Linked DNA regions of Mus musculus: regions 2, 3, 4, 5, 6 and 7 are each linked to region 1. The links are chromatin contacts, called in public Hi-C, HiChIP or PLAC-seq and promoter capture Hi-C maps. All regions are on one chromosome and are shown on one strand. Each heading gives the region's core, a stretch centred on a gene start, on an enhancer-like site or on the middle of the called end of the contact. The rest is flanking DNA. Distances are from core to core; before and after follow the strand shown. Region 1 holds the start of Cnot3 (CCR4-NOT transcription complex, subunit 3). Region 2 holds the start of Rasl2-9 (RAS-like, family 2, locus 9). Region 3 holds the start of Zfp784 (zinc finger protein 784). Region 4 holds the start of Isoc2b (isochorismatase domain containing 2b). Region 5 holds the start of Shisa7 (shisa family member 7). Region 6 holds the start of Fam71e2 (family with sequence similarity 71, member E2). Region 7 holds the start of Tmem150b (transmembrane protein 150B).

The links. Promoter capture Hi-C pulls out the DNA fragments that hold promoters and counts their contacts. Hi-C and Micro-C count contacts between places; a contact is called where the count stands out from the background. HiChIP or PLAC-seq counts read pairs in DNA pulled down with a chosen protein or histone mark.
Region 2: a contact with region 1 is called in a promoter capture Hi-C map of hippocampal neurons, with 5 times the contacts expected there. The contact joins the promoter of Rasl2-9 here to the promoter of Cnot3 in region 1. A contact is called at or near these places in 2 of 39 promoter capture datasets (hippocampal neurons and liver) and 2 of 115 datasets of contacts at active chromatin or transcription factors (astrocytes and double positive thymocytes).
Region 3: a Hi-C map of B cells shows a contact between it and region 1, with 7 read pairs. The contact joins the promoter of Zfp784 here to the promoter of Cnot3 in region 1. A contact is called at or near these places in 11 of 39 promoter capture datasets (the 3T3-L1 cell line, the C10 cell line, the HPC-7 cell line and 7 more), 4 of 484 Hi-C or Micro-C datasets (B cells, CD4 T cells, forebrain and 1 more) and 9 of 115 datasets of contacts at active chromatin or transcription factors (VIP interneurons, astrocytes, cardiomyocytes and 6 more).
Region 4: a contact with region 1 is called in a promoter capture Hi-C map of liver, with 7 times the contacts expected there. The contact joins the promoter of Isoc2b here to the promoter of Cnot3 in region 1. A contact is called at or near these places in 11 of 39 promoter capture datasets (the C10 cell line, cranial neural crest, fetal liver and 6 more), 4 of 115 datasets of contacts at active chromatin or transcription factors (embryonic stem cells, large pre-B cells, pro-B cells and 1 more) and 1 of 9 other capture datasets (liver).
Region 5: a contact with region 1 is called in a promoter capture Hi-C map of hippocampal neurons, with 3 times the contacts expected there. The contact joins the promoter of Shisa7 here to the promoter of Cnot3 in region 1. A contact is called at or near these places in 4 of 39 promoter capture datasets (cranial neural crest, embryonic stem cells, frontonasal cranial neural crest and 1 more).
Region 6: a promoter capture Hi-C map of embryonic stem cells shows a contact between it and region 1, with 3 times the contacts expected there. The contact joins the promoter of Fam71e2 here to the promoter of Cnot3 in region 1. A contact is called at or near these places in 5 of 39 promoter capture datasets (cranial neural crest, embryonic stem cells, hippocampal neurons and 2 more), 1 of 115 datasets of contacts at active chromatin or transcription factors (extraembryonic endoderm stem cells) and 1 of 9 other capture datasets (liver).
Region 7: a contact with region 1 is called in an H3K27ac HiChIP or PLAC-seq map of embryonic stem cells, with 7 times the contacts expected there. The contact joins the promoter of Tmem150b here to the promoter of Cnot3 in region 1. A contact is called at or near these places in 12 of 39 promoter capture datasets (the 3T3-L1 cell line, the C10 cell line, cranial neural crest and 8 more), 1 of 484 Hi-C or Micro-C datasets (B cells), 2 of 115 datasets of contacts at active chromatin or transcription factors (embryonic stem cells and microglia) and 2 of 9 other capture datasets (adipose tissue and liver).

Annotation. Positions count from the first base shown.
Region 1 is chr7:3,643,940-3,646,702 of GRCm38.p6, reverse strand. Cnot3 (CCR4-NOT transcription complex, subunit 3) reads right to left here and starts at 1,434. Exons shown (of 18, transcript NM_146176.3): 1 at 1,119-1,434. Gm15927 (a long non-coding RNA gene) reads left to right here and starts at 2,358. Exons shown (of 6, transcript XR_003946711.1): 1 at 2,358-2,450; 2 at 2,534-2,763.
Region 2 is chr7:5,124,596-5,127,358 of GRCm38.p6, reverse strand. Rasl2-9 (RAS-like, family 2, locus 9) reads left to right here and starts at 1,409. Exons shown (of 1, transcript NM_009028.2): 1 at 1,409-2,417. The coding sequence starts at 1,430. The coding sequence ends at 2,080.
Region 3 is chr7:5,037,075-5,039,837 of GRCm38.p6, reverse strand. It overlaps Zfp784 (zinc finger protein 784), which reads left to right and starts at 1,392. Exons shown (of 2, transcript NM_001039532.2): 1 at 1,392-1,503. The coding sequence starts at 1,426. It also overlaps a transcript of Zfp580 not described here.
Region 4 is chr7:4,864,756-4,867,518 of GRCm38.p6, reverse strand. Isoc2b (isochorismatase domain containing 2b) reads left to right here and starts at 1,340. Exons shown (of 6, transcript NM_026158.2): 1 at 1,340-1,458.
Region 5 is chr7:4,843,258-4,846,020 of GRCm38.p6, reverse strand. Shisa7 (shisa family member 7) reads left to right here and starts at 1,325. Exons shown (of 6, transcript NM_172737.4): 1 at 1,325-1,416. It overlaps Isoc2b (isochorismatase domain containing 2b), which reads left to right. Exons shown (of 6, transcript NM_026158.2): 6 at 656-1,061. The coding sequence ends at 751. Gm36127 (a long non-coding RNA gene) reads right to left here. Exons shown (of 2, transcript XR_881804.2): 2 at 1,036-1,238.
Region 6 is chr7:4,769,898-4,772,660 of GRCm38.p6, reverse strand. It overlaps Fam71e2 (family with sequence similarity 71, member E2), which reads left to right and starts at 1,391. Exons shown (of 11, transcript NM_172895.3): 1 at 1,391-1,714; 2 at 1,932-2,086; 3 at 2,165-2,420. The coding sequence starts at 1,550. It overlaps Il11 (interleukin 11), which reads left to right. Exons shown (of 5, transcript NM_008350.4): 5 at 1-283.
Region 7 is chr7:4,723,712-4,726,474 of GRCm38.p6, reverse strand. It overlaps Tmem150b (transmembrane protein 150B), which reads left to right and starts at 1,393. Exons shown (of 6, transcript NM_001142792.1): 1 at 1,393-1,567; 2 at 1,951-2,010; 3 at 2,099-2,166; 4 at 2,564-2,691. The coding sequence starts at 1,500.

The DNA.
Region 1 (2,763 bases), core at 185-2,684:
TTTCACCCAGTGGATTTCAATTATAAAAGATCACATATCCACATAGGCTGGGCAGATGAGAATGGAAATACAGAGAGATGGCAGTCCAGGTGATGACCGGGGAAGGGAGACGGTGAGGAAGCCCCTAGCCAAAAGAACAGAAAGCTAATCCTAAGAGGGATGACAGTCCCGGAACCGAGATACAGCTGTTTAGAAGTGCTTCAACTGTCCCAACAGAAGAGCACCAACAACTGAAAGCATGGGAGCTCGCATTCCACCGACCCAGATCTAGAAAGAAAAGCTAAGCGGTCCTCACCACACACAGCAATACCTAACCACTTAGGAAGCTTCACCCACCGAGGCAGACCGTGCATCGTAGTGGAGCCTGCATCCCCAAAGCTAGAGTCCACTGATACCCCACCTCAAAGATGCAAAAGATGTGAAGCCAGGAAGTGAGCAATACGGTACAGTCCTGAATCCAAGGTTTGGGGAGGGAGTGTTAAAACAAAACACACACACACACACACACACACACACACACACACTCACAAACCCCATGCTTCCTTAAAAAGAAGATTGGTGGAAAGGGACCTCTAGGAGACTTCACTGCTAGAGCTGTAAGGACTAGGTGGAAACTTTGGCTTAGGCTCCAACTCACAACGTTAACTGCACCCTCGGGTCTTGGGGACTTTTTCCTCCACAAGATCCATCTCTTCCAAAGAGGCTTCCCCCTATCAAGACACCAACAAGCTGGAGCTTTCGGGTGCACTGAGGCAACGCTCCCGAATGGAGCTCCCGGGGAAGGCATGACTGCAGGAGTGGGCCCCGCGCCCAGAGCAGAAAGACCCCTCCGCGGCCCGCAGCGCGCCCACCGCTCCAAGCCCAGCCAGACGCGGAGGAGGACGGGCACCTCGCACCCGGGGCCGGCGCTCTGCCACGCGGGAGTCCGGACGCGGGAGGACAGAGAGAGGAGAGGGTCCCCGCCCGCCCGAGCCGAAGCTGGGCCCGAGCGCGCGGCTTGGGCCCGGCGGGAGCTGAGGCCGTGTCGCGACAGGCAGCAGGGTCGCGGAGCAAGAAGTCGGCCGATGGAGCTGAGGGAAGAGGGAAAGGGGTCCGGCCCAGTCGAACCTGACGCTCACCGCAGGAGCTGGCGCCGCCGCTGCGGAGCGTATCGCGACAGGCGAGGAGGGGGGAGAGAGAGGCGAGCGCCCGCCCGCCGCCTTTTTTTTTTTTTTTTTTCCTCTTTCCTCGCGCCCCGAGCCCGGGCGCTATCGCGATAAGAGGGCGCGAAAGCCGGAAGTAGGGTTGGGTTGTTGATAGAGGAAGTGGGCCCGGGATTGTTCTAGACGACCGAGTAGGGGATTCAGGGATCAAGGAAAGGCCCGGCAGCGGCTGCCGACGGCTCCACGGAAGCTGAACGGGCCCGGTCCAAGATGGCGGCGGCGGAGGCCTCCCCTCCTCTCTTCTCCTCTCTGGCGCCGGCCCGCCCCCGAGCCCCGAATATAGGTCCGTCATTGCTCCCGCAGTACGTCGCTCTGCGCCGTTAGGCGCGCCCCATTGGTTCCTAGCGAGAATGAGGCCAACCTCTTCATTATGATTGGCTGATCTCGGCAAGGCGCGGCGTTCGATTGGCCTCCCGCTCAGCTTGCTTGGATTGGCTCGGGTATTTCTTCCCAGCTCCTCCTCCTCCTCCCCTCCTCGGAGCACAACACGCCAGCGCGAGGACCTGGGTGTCAATCAGGAAGCCTGTGTCGTGCTGATTGGATGTGTCCGCCCCCTTACCCTAAATCAATTGGCAGCGGGGAGGAGTCAGGGTGAGGGGCGGGAAGTTACTCGTCAAGTTTAAAGGCAGCTGTAATTGGTTGCGAGGTGTATTCTACCCTGAACTCATTGGTTAGCTATGAATGTGGGTAGAGGAAAACGACAAAAAGCATAGCGTGTGAGTGTTAAAGGAAGCTTATCTAGTGGGAGACGGAGAGGTGCCAGAGGGTTGGGGATAGTAAACCCAAGTCATCTACCAATCAAAAGAGCCGCCAGCCCTAAGGGGAGGAGCTAGACAAACACCCCGCCCCTTCCCTCGGTTAGCCAATAGGGTAGCTATTAACCTGCCGACAGGTGTGGTTGTCGGAGCATCCTTCCTTTGCCTGTCTAGGCTGTTATCTGATCCTCGTAGTTATTCCCCAAGCGCGTTTGCTTGGTATATCTCTAAAACTCAGTGCTTTCTAAAGGATGAAAGAAAGAAAGAAGGAATCAGGAACATTGCAGAAGCGACTGAGAAACACAAGGCGTGGGACTGACGTTTCTCTGGTTAAGTTAGCAGACTGGGACCTTCCCTGGAGTTGCAAGGACTCCAGCTGTAGAGGAAACTGCGCTTTGCCCTACCTCGGTTACATCTGTAATGACTACTCACTAGAGTTCTGCTATGCTTCTTAAGGAGTAAACTTCTCCGACCACCCTTGCCGAGTGCTTAGGTGAGCCTCTGGTTTAATTTTGTTTGATTCCTGCCGTTTTTACACATACTTGAGTCTCACTCTCTGGATTTCTCGTTGTTTAGTACCCATGAAGCACTCCATAGCCCTTTGCTGACTAGGTTGCAAACGTGAGCACCACGTTTTCATGAATTGGGGAAACTCGATCTATCTCTGCCTACTATGTGGAGGAAAAGAAGATAAATCCACACTTGAAGAGAACGTGCACGTGCATTTCACCGCATCAGAATGGCATGAAGCAAGAGAGAAAAAATGGCTTATAAAAAGGCATATTCTTCGGCTGGAAAGATGGCTC
Region 2 (2,763 bases), core at 160-2,659, 1.5 Mb before region 1:
GCTGGTATTGAAGTATCGATTTGCCCTGGCAAATGTACACACCTCATGCTAGCCTCATGAAACTGGAATAAGCCTTTGAAAAGAAATTTGTCCTTGAAGCGTGTATCTGATATCAGCACTGGATCATAGAACTTGCTGATTTTTGACCTTGTATTCAAGTTAACTGCTCCCTTGGTATATGTTTAACACCCTGTGCATATCTTGATTCAGTCCTTAGTTCATGTGGCTCGGTCACTTGGGGCTGGGGAGAACACGCAGTGGAAGAGAAAGGCCCAGCCTGGTGGATCTCTGTGAGCACCACGGAGTGATCTGTGCAGGGTATTAACCAACAGCAGACTTCCAGGATTTCCCGAGGCTGGCAAGGGCTCCTGAACCAGTTACCACTCCTTCTTGCCAGTCTAACAGGGTGGGAAAGTCCGAGCCTTAGGACCCAGTTTCCGTTCTGGTTTCTTCCCTCCTGACCACCATCGGTTGTTAGTTGCCTTGAGTTGGGAACGTTTGCATCGACACCTGTAAATGTATTCATTCTTTAATTTATGTAAGGTTTTGTTGTACTCAATTCTTTAAGAAATGACAAATTTTGGTTTTCTACTGTTCAGTGAGAACATTAGGCCCCAGCAACACGTCATTGTGTAAAGAAATTAAAGTGCTTCAGTAACTGAAAAAAAAAAAAAATTTCCTACTACCTATGATATCAAGCTTGGCTTTCTACAAGAGTTCAATCTCTGACTCTCATTTAATTCTTCCATTCCTTCACACACATATATATATATATATATATATATATATATATATATATATATATACTTTTTTTTTTTTTTTTTTTTTTTGGTTTTTCGAAACAGGGTTCTCTGTATAGCCCTGGCTGTCCTGGAACTCACTTTGTAGACCAGGCTGGCTTCGAACTCAGAAATCCGCCTGCCTCTGCCTCCTGAGTGCTAGAATTAAAAGTGTGCGCCACCACACCCGGCTCTATATTTCTTTTATATTTGACATAAGATCGCCTTTTTTTTTTCCTTTGTCTCTAAAAACAAATTGTGCAGCCCGTTGCTTAGGCAAAAGGAGTTTTGTCAGAAAAGTTCAGATCTAACAGATCTGTTCAGGATGGCAGGCAGTTCACTGAGCCAAGCTGCCTTCCTCTGTGTCCCTGTCATGAATCCTTGATTCGGTACAATTCAGTAGGCTTCATCCAAGAAATGCAGAGATGGTTCAGTAAGTGAAAATCAGTCCTGGAAGGTAGCTGGAAGGACCCGGCAGAGCGCAACACGAGGGTTGGTTGTCCTTCGGGTGGGCACCGCAGCGGCGGGCGGTGCCCAGCTTCCCTTCCCCCACAGTCTGGTACAGAGTCTGCCTTCCCGCGCGCTCTTCCCGGCCGCTGCCTTTAGAGGGCGCACGTGCAGCAGCCGCTCTCTCCGGCAGGATCGCCGCGATGGCCGCCCAGGGAGAGCCGCAGGTCCAGTTCAAGGTCGTCCTGGTGGGCGACGGCGGCACCGGAAAGACGACATTCATGAAGCGCCACTTGACCGGAGAGTTTGAGAAGGAGTATGTAGCCACCCTGGGCGTGGAGGTGCACACATTAGTCTTCCATACCAACAGAGGACCTATCAAGTTCAATGTGTGGGACACAGCCGGTCAGGAGAAGTTCGGGGGGCTGCGCGATGGCTACTACATCCAAGCCCAGTGTGCCATTATAATGTTTGACGTAACATCAAGAGTTACTTACAAGAATGTGCCTAGCTGGCATAAAGATCTAGTGCGTGTGTGTGAAAACATCCCCATTGTATTGTGTGGCAACAAAGTGGATGTTAAAGACATGAAAGTGAAGGCAAAACCTATTCTCTTCCACCGAAAGAAGAATCTTCAGTACTATGACATTTCTGCCAGAAGTAACTACAACTTTGAAAAGCCTTTCTTCTGGCTTGCCAGAAAGCTCATTGGAGATCCTAACTTGGAGTTCGTTGCCATGCCTGCTCTTGCCCCACCTGAGGTAGTCATGGACCCAGCTTTGGCAGCACAGTACGAGCATGATTTAGAGGTTGCTCAGACGACTGCTCTCCCAGATGAGGAAGATGACCTGTGAGAAAGTGAAGCTGGAGCCCTGCGTCAGAAGTCTATTTTAGGCAACTGTCCTGTGATGCCAGCCAGCGGTGCAGTGTGTGTGCCACCTTATTTAGCTAAAGGAGATCGTGCAATTCATTGGGATGCTGAAGGAGATGAATGGGCTTCGGAGTGAATGTGGCAGTTAAAATACACCTTCATTTTTTTGGACTTGCGTATTTAGCCCCCTGGAACAGAGTTGTTCTGGATTTCAAAGATAAGACTGCTACCGTAGCATCACAATAGTCAGTGGTGAAATCTTGTTTGTAACTGTCATTCCCACTCTTTCATTTAGAATCAGAATAAAGTTGTATTTCATATTTGAAATATCTTCTAAATATCTTCTAAAAAAGAGAAAAATAAAATCAGCAAATGTAATCTATCACATAAACAAATTAAAAGGGGAAAAAAAACATGATCATATCTTTAGATGCACAAAGGGCCTTTGACAAAATCCAACACCTCTTTATCATAAAACTCCTTGAGAGCCTAGGGATACAAAAGACATACCAAACATAGCAAAGGCAATATAAAGCAATCTGATAAGCCGGGAGTGGTGGTGCCTTTAATTAAATGCCTTTAATCCCAGCATTTGAAAGGCAAAGGCAGGCGAATTTCTTTTTTTTTTAAGATTTATTTATTTATTATATGTAAGTACACTGTAGC
Region 3 (2,763 bases), core at 143-2,642, 1.4 Mb before region 1:
GTTGATTTTTCAGAGGACCTGGGTTTGGTTCCAGCACCCAGATGACAGCTAACAACCCTCTGTAACTTCCCCATCTCAGATGTCCATGAGTACTGCAAACAAGTGGTGGACAGACAGAGCACCCATACGAGGAGGAGGGAGGGGGAGGGGGAAGGAAGGAAGAAGAAGAAGAAAGAAGGAAGAGGAGGGAGGAAGGGAGGGAGGAAGGAAAGAGGGACAGAGGGAAGGAAGGAGGAGGAGACCTTTAAAAATCAAAATAGAGTTCAAGGCCAGCATAGACTACATAAGTTTGAGGTCACCTTACTGTATGGGGCGTAGTCAGAAGGTAGGAAACAAGGAATGAGTGAAAATAGGAAGAGAAGCCAGGCAGTGGTGGCCCATGCCTTTAATCCCTGCACTGGGGGGGGCAGAGGCAGGTGGATTTCTGAGTTCGAGGCCAGCCTGGTCTACAGAGTGAGTTCCAGGACAGCCAAGGCTACACAGAAAAACCCTGTCTCGAAAACAAAAACAAAAAAAGAAAGAAAGAAAATCCCATAAGGAAACCCTGTCTCAAAAAAAAAAAAAAAAAAAAAAAAAAAAAAAAAAAAAAGGAGGAGGAGGAGATGATCACAGAAGTGTCCTGACTTATCAAGTCACAAAGTCAGGCCCTAGAGTGAGTTTAACTCTCAAAAGAGCCCTGTCCTTAGTGCTGCCGAAAACCCTCTTTGAGCTCTTTTCTCCCAAACATCACAGCAACTGAGAGGGGTTAGCTTCCGTCTGGAATCTTACCTGAGCTCATGAGTCTCCTCCTCCTTCTTTTTTTAAAATTGGTTATTTTCTTTATTTACATTTCAAATGTTATCCCCTTTCCGGGTTCCCCGACCCCCCACTCCCGAATGAGTCTCATTCTTGACACAGACTTAGAAAACCTCCCATTCATAAACTGAACCGCTACCTTTTGCACCATGAATTGAAAGTAACCTCAGAAACGTTAGAATCTCCCATGCCTTTAAGTTCACATAAGCAAACTTCGGGCTCACCTGCAGTTAGTTTTAAAAGGGGATTTGGAAGGCCGATCATTATGGCTCAGAGGCCAGCAGATTTCTGTGAGTTCGAGGCCATCTTGGTCTGCAAAGAGAGTTCTAGGCCAGACAGGAATACATAGTGAAAACATGCCTAAACAATAAAAAGTGGGGAGACATTGGAATGCGTCGCTAGGGTGTGGCCGACCTTCCAGCTGCAAGTTCAGTCAGCCCATGCGGAGGACCGACAGGTTTTGAAGACCTTTTGCCGGATTCCGCCTATCCTACCCCGCCAGGGCCCCGCTCATCTACCGGTTATGATCCCGCCCCTCGTCGACCTGCCCCGCGCTTGCGCAGCGCCGCCAGCCCGGCCCCGCCCTTCGCGGAGCAATCTTTGCCCTCAGGGACCGGGCTTAGGTACAAGATGGCCGCCGCGCGCCCGGATCCCCCGATTCCGAGCTCACCGACCCGGGAGTCGCCATCCCCGGAGCCGCCGGACCTGGTGCGGGCGACGAAGGGGTCTGGGCCGGGGGTTCACAGCGAAGAAGATCGCAGGGCAAGGGGCGGGGTCAAGGCGGGGCCTAGAACAATTGGGCGGGGGTATGGTAACCCTCTGGGGCGGGGTTTAGGGAGGAGCCTATGGGGAATGAGGAGCGAGGCCTGGTTGAGGCGGGTCTTGAAGACAGCTTGTGTCTTGGGCTTGGTTGGGTCCAGGGAGAGGACAAGGGAGCTTGCATAAAGAAGTGTGGCATCTTAAGAGGGGCGGGGCACCAGGGAAATTATAGGGCTAGTGGATGGTTGGGAAGGTGACCCCAAAGGAGAGCTATAATTCGGTCACCGTGTTGGGATGGCATGTGATGATACAAGGACTGACTGCCTTACAAATGCCCAAGGGAGGAGAAATGGGTGCTTCGGATGACTTTAGAACTTATAACTAGTAACTGGAAAGTAACTGAAAATATTGGTTCATTCAGCAAACATTTAAAGCTCCAGGGGACCAAAATGGACAACGATTGCGTCCTCTTGCAACTTGCAGTCTTATGAGGAGAAAAAGTGACGATAAAGAGTATTGTAATATGTCCTATAAGAGAAATAAAAGGTGCACTTAAGAGTGGGGGTGGAGCAAGCTAAATTTAAATGGCAGAAGTCAGCTGGGTGCCGGCTTATGGTTGCAATGTAGTCAGTGAGATAAGCAGGATCCAGATCGTGTTGGATATTATAGGAAGGACACGAGGTTTTAAGTGCAATCGGAGGACTTGGAGTGGCGAAATGTCATGACCTCATTTGCATTTTCCAAAGTCCATTTAGGGTGCTCTAGAAGAGGTGGATAATGAGGGGCAGAAGCAGGAACAGGGGTTACCTCTGAGTGGTGTTTTTCATTCTAAGGGGGGAATTATGAGACTTTTAACTAGTACAGAGGAGAGGTACCACCGTGTCTGTGGTATATTTGGGTCAAGAAGGGGAAATGCCAGAACAAGGATCCATCAAAAATTCGGTATCATGGATAACAGGGTTAAGAAATCAAGGGATACGGCTGGAGAGATGGCTCAGCATTTAAGAGCCCTGGCTGCACTTTTAGAGGTTCAGTTCCGGGCATCCGCATGGAGGCTCACAACCACCTGTGACTCCATTCCTAGAGGATCTGACCCTCACTCCTGACCTCCATGGACAGTGACACACACAGTGAACACACATGCAGGCTCTCACACAGAACAGAACATGAAATACTTGGGCTTGATGGCAAGCGCACGCCTTTAATCCC
Region 4 (2,763 bases), core at 91-2,590, 1.2 Mb before region 1:
TGGAAGTAGAATTACAGGCGACTGTGAGCCTCCACCACTGTCTGGCTTGTTGTTTTTAATCTTTGTTCAGCTCATTTTGTTTTTGAGGCTCAGTTTCAGGATGCACTTGAGTTCACTGTTCTGGGGAGACCAACTTTGAACCTCTGCCGGTTGCCTTCCCAGTCCCATCCCATCCCCCATCTCTCCCACCCTCACCCCACCCCCATGCATACAGTGCTGGGCACTAAAGCGAAGGCTTTATTCATGCCAGGCAAGGACTCTGCCACCTGAGCTACAGTTCCAGCCTTATTTCTTTTTCTTTGTTCGACAGTGTCACACTCTGTGGCCCAGGCTAACCTGGAACTCTGTGTATATATATATCTCTCCCCCAAAAGATCCTCACCCACACTCAGCCTCCCAAGTGCTGGGTTTACAGTCCTCGTTAGCCACCATGCCTAGCCCTTTTCTCATAACTTCAAGGTGAAGAAATCCTCCTGTCTCCACTTCTGAGTACTTGGGGTCATGGGTATTAAGCCACCGTAATCAGCTTTTGTTTTCTTATTCATTGAACTCAAGGCCTCAGCTTCTAGAACGCTGGGATTACCGGCCCTGAGCCACCATACCAGGTTTATATATCTGGATGAAGTAATCCTCTCTCTCTTAACCCCCACTTCTAAGTACAGAGTCAGTTTTCTATATAGACCACCCAAGGAGACAAGTCCTGAATTCCTGGAGAAAAAGCTAACTGGCAAGCAGTGGGGGAAAATGTCTTACGAGGCTTGTTCTTTTGTTTTCTTAGTTTGACTTTCGGGTTTTCGAGACAGGACTTACTTCCGTGTTGTACTGGCTATTCTGGAATTCGCGTTGTAGAGTCAGAATTATGCCTGCCTCTGCCTCCTGAGTACTGGAACTAAACCATTAACTAAATCATCGGTTTATGATGATTACTGGAACTAAACATTTGCGCCACCATGCCCGGCTGTTGTTTTGGTTGACAGGGTCTCACCACGCAGTCCCGGCTAGTCTCGAACTGGCGATACTCGTGCTTCAGCCTTCCTAGAGCTAGGTTACAGAAAGCATCACCTCTCCCCGGTCGCCCCGGATGGAGTGGATGGTGCCATGAACCCTACACTAGCCAAGATTGAGCCTCTAGCTCTCTGGTCGTTCTTCACCCTCCTTCCGGGTTAGAAGCCGAGCTCTCAGCCAAGGCCCTCCCTCCGTGGATTTTCATTGGTCCTACCCTCTGTCTCTCCGCCTGCTCCAGTTTCTTCAGACCAATCGAATTAACAGGATGGAGTAGAACAGAGTGAGGCGAACGCCGATTGGTTGGCTCGGCGCGGGGGTGTAGACCCGCGGCTCTGACTACGTGTCTACAAAGGGCAAAAAGGAGGCCCAGTACGGGGTCAGTGGGAATCCAGCGGGGAAAAGGTCACGGGACTTCTTGGAAAAGGGGCCCGAACTCGAACCTGGGACCTTCGAGTAAGTCCGGTTCGTTACTTGCTGGCTGTTTGCAAACCCACCATCCCGTCATTCAGACCGGGAAACGGAAGCTTTGCAGGGTGTCGGGTTCGGGGGTTGGAATGGCATTCCATTTGGTCTCAGGATAGACCCGCGGGGAGAGTCCCCAACCCTCTCTAGAGACAAATTTTGCATCAACCCCGCCAGTGAGCTAACCCTGGAGAAAAAAAGAGACCCAGAGAGGAAGGGAAACTCACCCAGGGTCACACAGCCTGAAATTCCTGGTTCCAGGAGTTGTGGTCCCCGCTTCTCTCACAATTACGTGCTCCTCTGTATCGCTCTCCCTAAAGCATCGTGGATCCTCTCCCATCTGTGTCCCCAGTCCATCTCGATCAAATCTGGCGAACTGAGCCTGGCTGTCATGAAAGCCAGGCAAATCAAGTGCTCTCTACCACTGAACTCCATCCAGCCCCCTTGCTCATTTCCTTCACACTGTGCCTCCCAAAAATGGGTTCCCAAGCCAAGAACCCAGCCCTTGGGACATAAGCCTTAAAAACCTATGAGGGGAATAGAGAAGGGGGGGCGAGTAGACATGGCTCAGTGGCTAAGAACTCTGGTTTCTCTTGTAGAGGACCTGGGTTTGGTACTCAGCACCCAGACGGTGGTTTACAACCGTCTTTAAATCTAGTTTCAGGGGACCCGACTACCTCTTCCAGCCTCCACAGACACTACATGCATGTGGCTATGCAGTCTCAGGTCAAACACTCATATAATAAACCCAGTCCGGGCTGGAGAGATGGCTCAGCAGTTACGAGCAGTGGCTCCTCTTCCAGAATGGCTCACAACCATCTGTAATGGGATCTGCTGCCCTCTTCTGGCATGCAGGCATACATGTAGACAGAGCACTCATATACAGGGAATAGATAAATAAATATTTTTTTAAAATTAAAAGTAAATCTGATCAACACACACATTTGGGATCCAGAGAGAAATGACTCCTTCGCTTGTCTCTGACCTCCACATATGCCCCATGGCATGGATACCCTCTCCCATATAGAAACTAAATAAATAAATAGAAATTTTTAAGGAAAAAAAAATCTACATTTGCCATTCAGGGAGCACAGATGGGAGTTTGCCATACCGTTCTTGCGCTTTTCATTTCACTGGCGCACTTTTTATCTGTGTTGGAGACCTCCCTTGCAGGTTTGTTTGTTTGTGGGTTTTTGTTTGGTTTTTTTTTGTTTTTGTTTTGTTTTGTTTTTTAAATGTCTGTGTTGGAGACCTCCCTTGCAGTTGTTTTTGGCTACAAAGAATCCACAGTGAGAA
Region 5 (2,763 bases), core at 76-2,575, 1.2 Mb before region 1:
CTTTGTTCCTAAACTCTATATTAAAATATCTTTAATAAACCTCAACTATGCTTCATTGAGAAAGAAAGAGTACAGGAGCTGGCCACCATCAAATTGGTGAATAGTCAAAAGATTACATTATGTGGCCTGGGACAAAGAAGGGAAACCAACAAATCCCATAAACAGTGGTGGGGTTTAACCAGGGAAGAGAAGTGGAGGTGCAGGATTTGCATTTTTTGGTATAATTTTCTGGAGATAAACTTGGCTGGACTGTTTGATTGCCAGTAATGTGGTTGATTATTCTTGTTCCACCAAGAGAGAGTTGTGTAAATTCGTTGAGAGTTCATGAGTTCGTTGGGTCTGTGTGTGGGAGAGCTGAGAGCTAAAGGAATGACCCAGGAAAGATGAGACTAGTGAAGAAGATGGACATGGAGGTAGACAAGATAACCCAAACCATCTGCTCTTAGTGGTCCCAAGGCAAGAGCATACCAAGATGGCGGGGAACAGCTCAACCAGGCAAGTGTGAGGGAGAGGTCACCTGGAAAACAGGAAAAAGAAGTAGTTGACTGGAGAAGCGATGCTGTCAGAATAAGGGAGATCAAGATGAAGAGGTGCTCCTCAGATTCTCTATTCCGGAGATAGGGCTTCTTCACTTCCTCATCTCCTTTGCCTGCAGATTCAGAAGATCCTCAAGGAGCCAGTCACAGACATCGGACTGTTAGGCTTCTTCCAAGGCAAGAAAAACTCCCTGTTGCCCAACTCCAGGACCTGACTTGAAGGAAGCACCCACCCTCCTTGTCACCCAGACGTTGATGGATGACTTTTCCTTCATCCATGGATCCCAAGAGTGGTGCAGTCCGCCAGGAGAACCGCCCCCGTGGGAGAGGAGGCGTGGTTCTGTCTTCCGATTGGGCAGCTGGTCCCGGAAATGCAAATGAAATTCCTTGATGCTGGGTGGGAATTGGTTTAGAGAAAGGTGGAGGTGGGGCTGGGCCCCGGGCCACTTCACGAAGCGGGAAAAGGAGGGGGAACAAATGTCACAACTGGGACCCTGTCTCGGAGAATAAACATTTATGTGACTGAGGACCGAACCATTATTGGGTTTAGGGGGCATCACGGGGGCTACAAGGGTCTGTGGGAGGAAGAAAGTGGGGTCTCCTCCAGGTGGGGTGGGGGAGGCGCCTCTCCAAGCTCCAAGCCGGCGCGAGACACAGGCGAGGGCTGGCAGCGGCCACATCTGCACTGGGGCCGGTGCGCATCTGCAAAAGAAAGAGCTGCCGGCCAGGGTCCCCACCACGCAGCCTGCCGCCCCCACCCCCATCAGCGCGCGCGCGCCCAGCCCCGCGGGCTGGCAGACACGCGCTCGCTCTGCCTACCCTGGCTGGCCCCCACGCTGCCACCCCCGATTCCCTGAAGGTCCCGCATCCGGAAAGTGAGGTGAGCGCATCCGTACCTGGTGAGGAGGGGTAAACTGAGGCACGGGGGAAAAAGAGGGATGGGGAGGAATGGACAAGTATGTGAATGGATGGGATGGACAGTTGCTGCTCCGTGGTCCTTACTCGCCCAAGACGCAGAATTCTGCAGCCCCTTGGAGATCAGAGTGTTCAAACTCTACAGACGCCCCTCCGCCTCCACCGCGTCAAACCCTCACCCGAGATTCGCAGACTCCATCCCCAGCCTGGGGGCCTTTGAAGGCATCCCGTGTCCACCAGAGATGCAAGGACCAGTCCAACCCCATTGACAATCAAACTCACCCACCGCCGCCGCAGATCCTAGCAGCCCAGCCCCCTCCCACAAGTTACCTAGCCCAGTACACCCTCCCCGGGGACCTAGGAGTTCCATCCATCCTCCGGAGCCCCTTGGGACACGGGCGTCGGAGCCCCGGCCCCCGCGTTCCGGTTCCAGGTGTCCCCTCCGCACACCCAGCCCGAAGCCTGCGTCTCGAGGCCGCGCTCGCGTCGCCATGGCAACGGGAGTCTATTTTGCGCTGGGAACACACAGCTCCCTCCGCAGCGCCCCCCACCCACTCTGCTCAAGAGTGAGGGGCTCAAAGGGCGGGGAACAGTGCAGTGATGAGAATGAGACACTTAGAAGGGACAGAATCCCGGGACAGACAAGCAGAGATTGAGAGAGCCCCTGACAGAGGAACTGGGTGTGGAAATTACAAGGAGGCTACAGATCCAGGCGGGGGAGGTTGGGGATGGAGGGCCCAGACAGAGATCCGGACAGAGCCCTAGACAGACGCAGAGATGCAGAGGAACAGAAACCCGACGGCAGAGCCAGGTTAGAAAGAGAGAAGACAGCCGGCTGCACGTAGGCAGGGGGCCTAAGAAGAGAATGGACGGAGACTCTAGGCAGGGACCCCAGACAGCCCAGACAAAGTAGCGCTGCATGTGGTATCCACGCTATCCTTAGCAGGCAGGGATTTGGGGGTCTTTCCCAGCGCCACAGTAGCCAGGACCTGCTACTCTCCTCTCCCTCCTTCTACAGGTCCCCAATCTTGCCTGCTTTCCGCATTCCCACCTCAAACCGACTTCCTAATCCCTGAGATTCCTAGGAACCCCTTCCACATGCTCCTACCCCCTTCCCTGATCTGTGCCCCCACCACCACCTCCTCAGCCGCCACCTGCAGACCCCACTCGGGCCATTTTAGACTTTATTGGTTGTGCCCTCCCCATCCCTAGATCTCACTTCTCTCGCTGTCTTTTACTTCCCCTCCCAATCCCAGGGCCTCTGTTTCTCTCTCTGGGTCTCCTACTCTCTGTGTCTCAGCCTCTGTCTACT
Region 6 (2,763 bases), core at 142-2,641, 1.1 Mb before region 1:
CCATAAAAAGGCAAGTTCCAGGCGAAGACTGCTTTAGATATTGAACGTCTCTGCGACCCAGGAGCAGCAGATGGTAGAACTACTCTCCCTATACATGAGTATGGACTGTTTGGTTTTTCAAAATGGAAACACCATGATGTTGACGATAGCTGCCTCAGGGCTGAAAACAAGCAATGGCACAGTGGGTGACTGTTACTGTTTGTGTTTGCATTTTCCAGAGTTTTCACCATGACTGTATTTTGCAGGACACATTTATAAACATTAATAAACACTATTTTTAGAATGGCACTGTACCAGTCTCTGTCTCACCCCACTGTACATGCTGTATAACCTCAAAATAGGACTCAGAAGGGACCAAGAAAAATGGTTATTTGAGCCCATGTCCTGGGTCATACTGAGCATACACACACACACACACACACACACACACACACACACACACACACATATATATATACACATATACATATATCTCCTTAAGAAGTTGTCTTAGATTCAGAAAAAGTTGCCCTGCTTTACAAAAGAGAGGGAAACTGAGGCTCAAGGGGAGGAATTGTTTTCTGTAGGGTATTTTGCCTTGGTTTTGAGTCTTACCTCACAGAGATCTGCCTGCTTCTTCCAGAGTGCTGGAATTAAAACTGTGTGCCACCATGCCCAGCTTATTGCTCTTATGCTCATACAGGTAGTTGGCCTTATATCATTATGGTACTAGGACTGAACCCAGGGCCTTGTGCATGCCAAGCAAGCACTTTAACACTCAACCGCATCTCCAAGCCCTTTGCTTTATTTTTCTATTTATTATTTTGAGACAAGGTATTGTTACATAGCCTAAGATGGTTTCAAACACGATTTTCCAGCCTCCCATCCCTAGTGCTGGGATAACAGCTGTGATGGCCATGCCCAGCTATGGTCGTCCTTTCTTTACAGTTCAGTGTTTAGTTGATTCGAGAGTTGTGGGGACACACACACACACACACACACACACACACACACACACGAGCCATTAGGAAACTGAGGCTCAATGTGGGGTTGGGTCTTCCTGAGAGTAAAGAGGAGGGTCACAGGCAGAACTAGGCCTGTGATTCAAGCCTTTGGGTTAATGATCCCTATGGAGGTTCTAACACAGATCCCTGGGGGGGGCGGGGAGGGGGGAGCGGGGGGGGGGGAGGGCTGTGTCATCACAATCTTGGGTCCAGGAGATGGAGATGTTCTGATAGAGGTCTGAGTCACCTATCCCAGCCCTCAAAAGAGTCCACACCTTATTCTGGAATGGTGAGGCCCCTAGGCAGTTCCCAGGAAGCAGCCTCTAGGGTCTAGTGAGGTCACAAAGCCCCTCTCAAAGGTTCCACCCACGGCCTAGTGCTGACTACCTCTCTGCAGGGCCATGGCCATACCAGAGTCTCTCGGCCCTGGGGACACTCCACTTTCTGTCACTGCTGAGCGCCTGACATCCTTGAAGCCCAAGGGTCCAAAGCTGGTGGGCTGGGGTGGGGGTCAGGGCTCCACTTGGGTCCAGGATTCTTGAATCTATACACCCTCACCCGCTGTTATGGCACCCGCTGTTATGAGGCGGCTGTGGCGCTTTTTTTTCCCTCCGCCTCCCCCGGAGCCTCCGAAGTGGGTTCCCATCCTTGGAGAGATGCAGAAGACCCTTCAGATGGCCGAATACCTGCCCCTCCGCCCGCTGCCCATGTTCGAGAGTAACTTTACCCAGGTCCCCAGCTCCCTGAGCCCCCTGGAAATGGGGGAGGAAGTCTGAGACACAGGAAGAGAGAGGGAACCCCTGGGCAGAGTGGGTTGAACAGGGATTTGGAATTTGAACTCCTGTAGGTAGAAGATGGGTTTGGAAAGAAAGGAGGCTCTCAGGTGAGGGATGCTGGAGGAATGTTGGAGAAAGAACTGGTCCCAGCCCTGCTCCCTGGCTGCCCCAGGTAACCAACAATGGGACTCCTGCGTTATTACACAACAAATCCAACAAGCTGACTATGGGTGTCGCAGCATCCTTGCCTGGCCTAATGCTGCCTGACATTCTGTTGATTGCTCGGCCCCCCGAGGACGAGGAGTGCTCCAGTCTCATCCTAACCAGGTATGTTCCTTGAGCCCCATCCTAGCTCACTCCACTCCATCCTATCGCACTAGCTACCTTGTCTCCCACCTCCCGCAGGATGATCCCACTAGACCTTGCCCGCCTGTATGTCGATGATCTGCCCACCTGGCGACTGAAACTGCGTCTGAGATCCGGCCGTCATTATTTCCTGGCACTGGATGCCCCTGAACATGAGCTGGCCTTTCTGTTTGACCGCTGGATTCGCCTCATCAACATGCTTCGAGGGCCTAAATTATCCAAGACACCAAAAACAGAACCCTCCGTGCTGGAAATACCCCCAGAAGTCACTCTTGCCTCCACTTGGCACTTTCAGGTGAGGATTCAATGAACAAGGCCTGGAAACCACCGTCCAGATTCCACAGAGAACAGGGGACCCACAGCCCACAGGCTAGCCGCTCCCATCCCATTGGAAAGGAGCTGGGATCCTAGAATGCTGTATTTAAAAGGAGAGTCTGACCTCATGGGACCAAGGAAGAAAAGATGGGGAGGAAGGTGCAGGCTGGGCAGGTGAGACAATCATGGGGTGGAGAAAACAGTTCAGTTGGTAAAGATATTATTGCCTAGGAACTATGAGAATCTGAGTTCAAACCCTCAGAACCCTCATAAAAATGCTGAGCGTTGCCAAGAGTGGTGGCACACATCTTTAATCCCAGCCC
Region 7 (2,763 bases), core at 144-2,643, 1.1 Mb before region 1:
AGGCTAGGCTGGCTCTTGGGAATCTGTCTTTGACTTTGTTGCTGCAACAGTGGTGTGCACAAACAGGCCTGCTTGTGTGGTGGGTACTGGGTATTCAAATCCAGATGTTCAGGTTTCCAGAACAAGTGCTGTTATCCACTGAGCTGTCTCTCTAGGCCCTAATCCCAGCACTAGGAAGGCCGGGGTAGGAGAATCTTGCATCCGAGGTCAATCTAGGCTATGTACTAAGATCCATCCTGTCTCAGAAAACAAAGATAGAAAGTCTAAGAAGCTGCTTGTGGGGGTAGAGATTGCAGATGGGGATCTTATAACCACTATCACCTTCCCCACTCACACCCTGCCCATTGTGGGAATTTTTAAAAAAGATTTATTTATTTATTTTATGTATATGAGTACACTGTAGCTATACAGATGGTTGTAAGCCTTCATGTGGTTGTTCAGAATTGAATTTTTTTAGGACCTCTGCTCGCTCTGGTCAATCCTGCTCGCTCAGGGCCAATTATTATACATAAGTACACTCTAGCTGTCTTCAGACACCCCAGAAGAGGGTGTCAGATATCATTACAGGTGGTTGTGAGCCACCATGTGGTTGCTAGGATTTGAACTCAGGACCTCTGGAAGAACAGTCAGTGCTCTTAACCGCTGAGCCATCTCACCAGCCTGGGGAACTCTTGTTAGAACAGAAAAAGAAAGGGTGAGGGGAAGGGAAGAGAAGAGGAGCGTGTGGGGTGGGATCATCAAGATCCCACATCAAGCAACCCAAAAGACTGAACCCAGAAGGCACAATCCCAGAATGGACAAGCAGCCTACAGCTCTTCAGGAGACAGGACGGGAACATCACCAACTCCAGGTCAGCAGGGGCTATAGAAGACTCCAGAAAAGAGACCTGCATTTGCAGGTAGGTAATGGTGGCTGGACTCCAGAAGTGACATGTATGTATGCATTCAGGGAGCTGTATGTAGTTTGTGGGGAGGATAAAGTACCGGGGGATTTGGACGTTGAACCCACAAAACTGTAGGAAGGAAGTTAGGGGCTCCCTGAAGCAAGAGTGTCCCTTTTACGAATCTGAGACAGGAAGTAGTTGTTTGGGTAGATTACAGACGATGACTACTGATTAGACCCAAAGCTGAATATCTCATACACACTCAGCCTGGACTTTGCCTCTTCCGGAATTCGGAGGCCTGCCTTCTTTTGCCACACCTGGAATCACCTGGTACTGCCACTCAGATCTAAATGTATTAAGGAAATGGAGAGAATTTGAGGGAACTTGGAAAGGTGAGGGCCCTAAGGGAACCCGGAGCCTGGGAGCTGGCAGTGAAGAGCCAGGAAAACAGACCAACAACAGTTGATTGGGTCTGAAGAAGATAGGGAAAAGAGCCCCGAGCAAGGCCAGGCTTCCAGCCAGTGGGACCACAAAAGCAGGTGGGCCGTCTTCAGCACCACACACCTAAAGACTGCTTGGAGATCCAGCTTCTTCACTTCCACTGCAGAGCGCAGCAATGTGGAATTACCTGTCCTTGCTGCCTGTCATCTTATTTCTGTGGGCTATAGCTGGCATCTGGATTGTGTAAGTAGCAGAGGCCCTAAAGGATGCTTGGGTCTGAGGGAGGAAGATTGGGGTCTGGACTTTTGGGTCTGAAGGAGGGCTAGATTCCTGGGTCTGAGGGAGGAGGGCTGGGGACAGGACTCCAGGTCTGAGGGAGGAGGGCTGGGGACTGGACTCCAGGTCTGAGGGAGGAGGGCTGGGGACTGGACTCCAGGTCTGAGGGAGGAGAGCTAATGTTTGGATTTTTGGGTCTGAGGGAAGACAGCTGGTTTTTGGATGGCTTCTTGTGACACAGGATAGAGGCCAGAAGTCCATTAACACAGGGAAGTGTTTGGTTTAGGGAACAGAAAGGAAAGCTCTCTACAAGATCCACTTACTAACTTCCTGTATTCCTCTCGTCTCAGTTTTGCAATCGCTGTGGTTAATGGTTCTGTGGACCTCAACGAAGGCTTCCCTTTTATCAGGTTGTTATGGCTGAGGTGGTGATGGGGGAGGCAAATAGAGGGTCTTGTCTGGGAGGAGCCAAAAGATGACCCTGTTCTTCTTTTGCAGTATCTGTGGCTCTTATGCTCCTCAGAGCTGCATTTTCGGCCAAGTCCTCAATATAGGAGCTGCTCTAAGTAAGTATTTCTATACCTTTCCTTTCACTGCCAGCCCAAAGGTGCCTAAAGGGTCCCCATCTCCTCCTTCCTCAGACCAGAGCAACTGGTTTCCCTGAAAGCCAGGAGCCTTCTTCCCTCAGACCCCAAGGTTCATGCCCCAGACCTCCTTCCTCACACCCAGGAGTCTAGACCCCAATTCTCTTCTCTCAGACCCAGAGTCCATACCCCAGTCTTTCCCCCTCAGATCCAGGAATCCAGATCCCAGTCCGTCTCCCTCAAACCTCCAAGCCCGTACCTCCAAATCCCTTCTTCCCTCATCCTATGTTTAACTGGGACACCAGCATTTTCCTGTTTCAAATCTTCCCCTCCAGCTGCGAATCCTGTGATGAGTTTGCCTCTCACTTCTCTTTCCTAGCTGTTTGGATCTGCATTGTGCGTCATCACCAACTCCGGGACTGGGGCGTCAAAACCTGGCAAAACCAGCTAATTCTGTGGTCGGGGATCCTTTGTGCCCTGGGTACCTCCATAGTAGGCAACTTCCAGGTGAGATGCGCTGGAAAGCAACCTGGGGGGCGGGGGGAACTGGACTACATTTCCCTACGGCTTCTGGTGGCT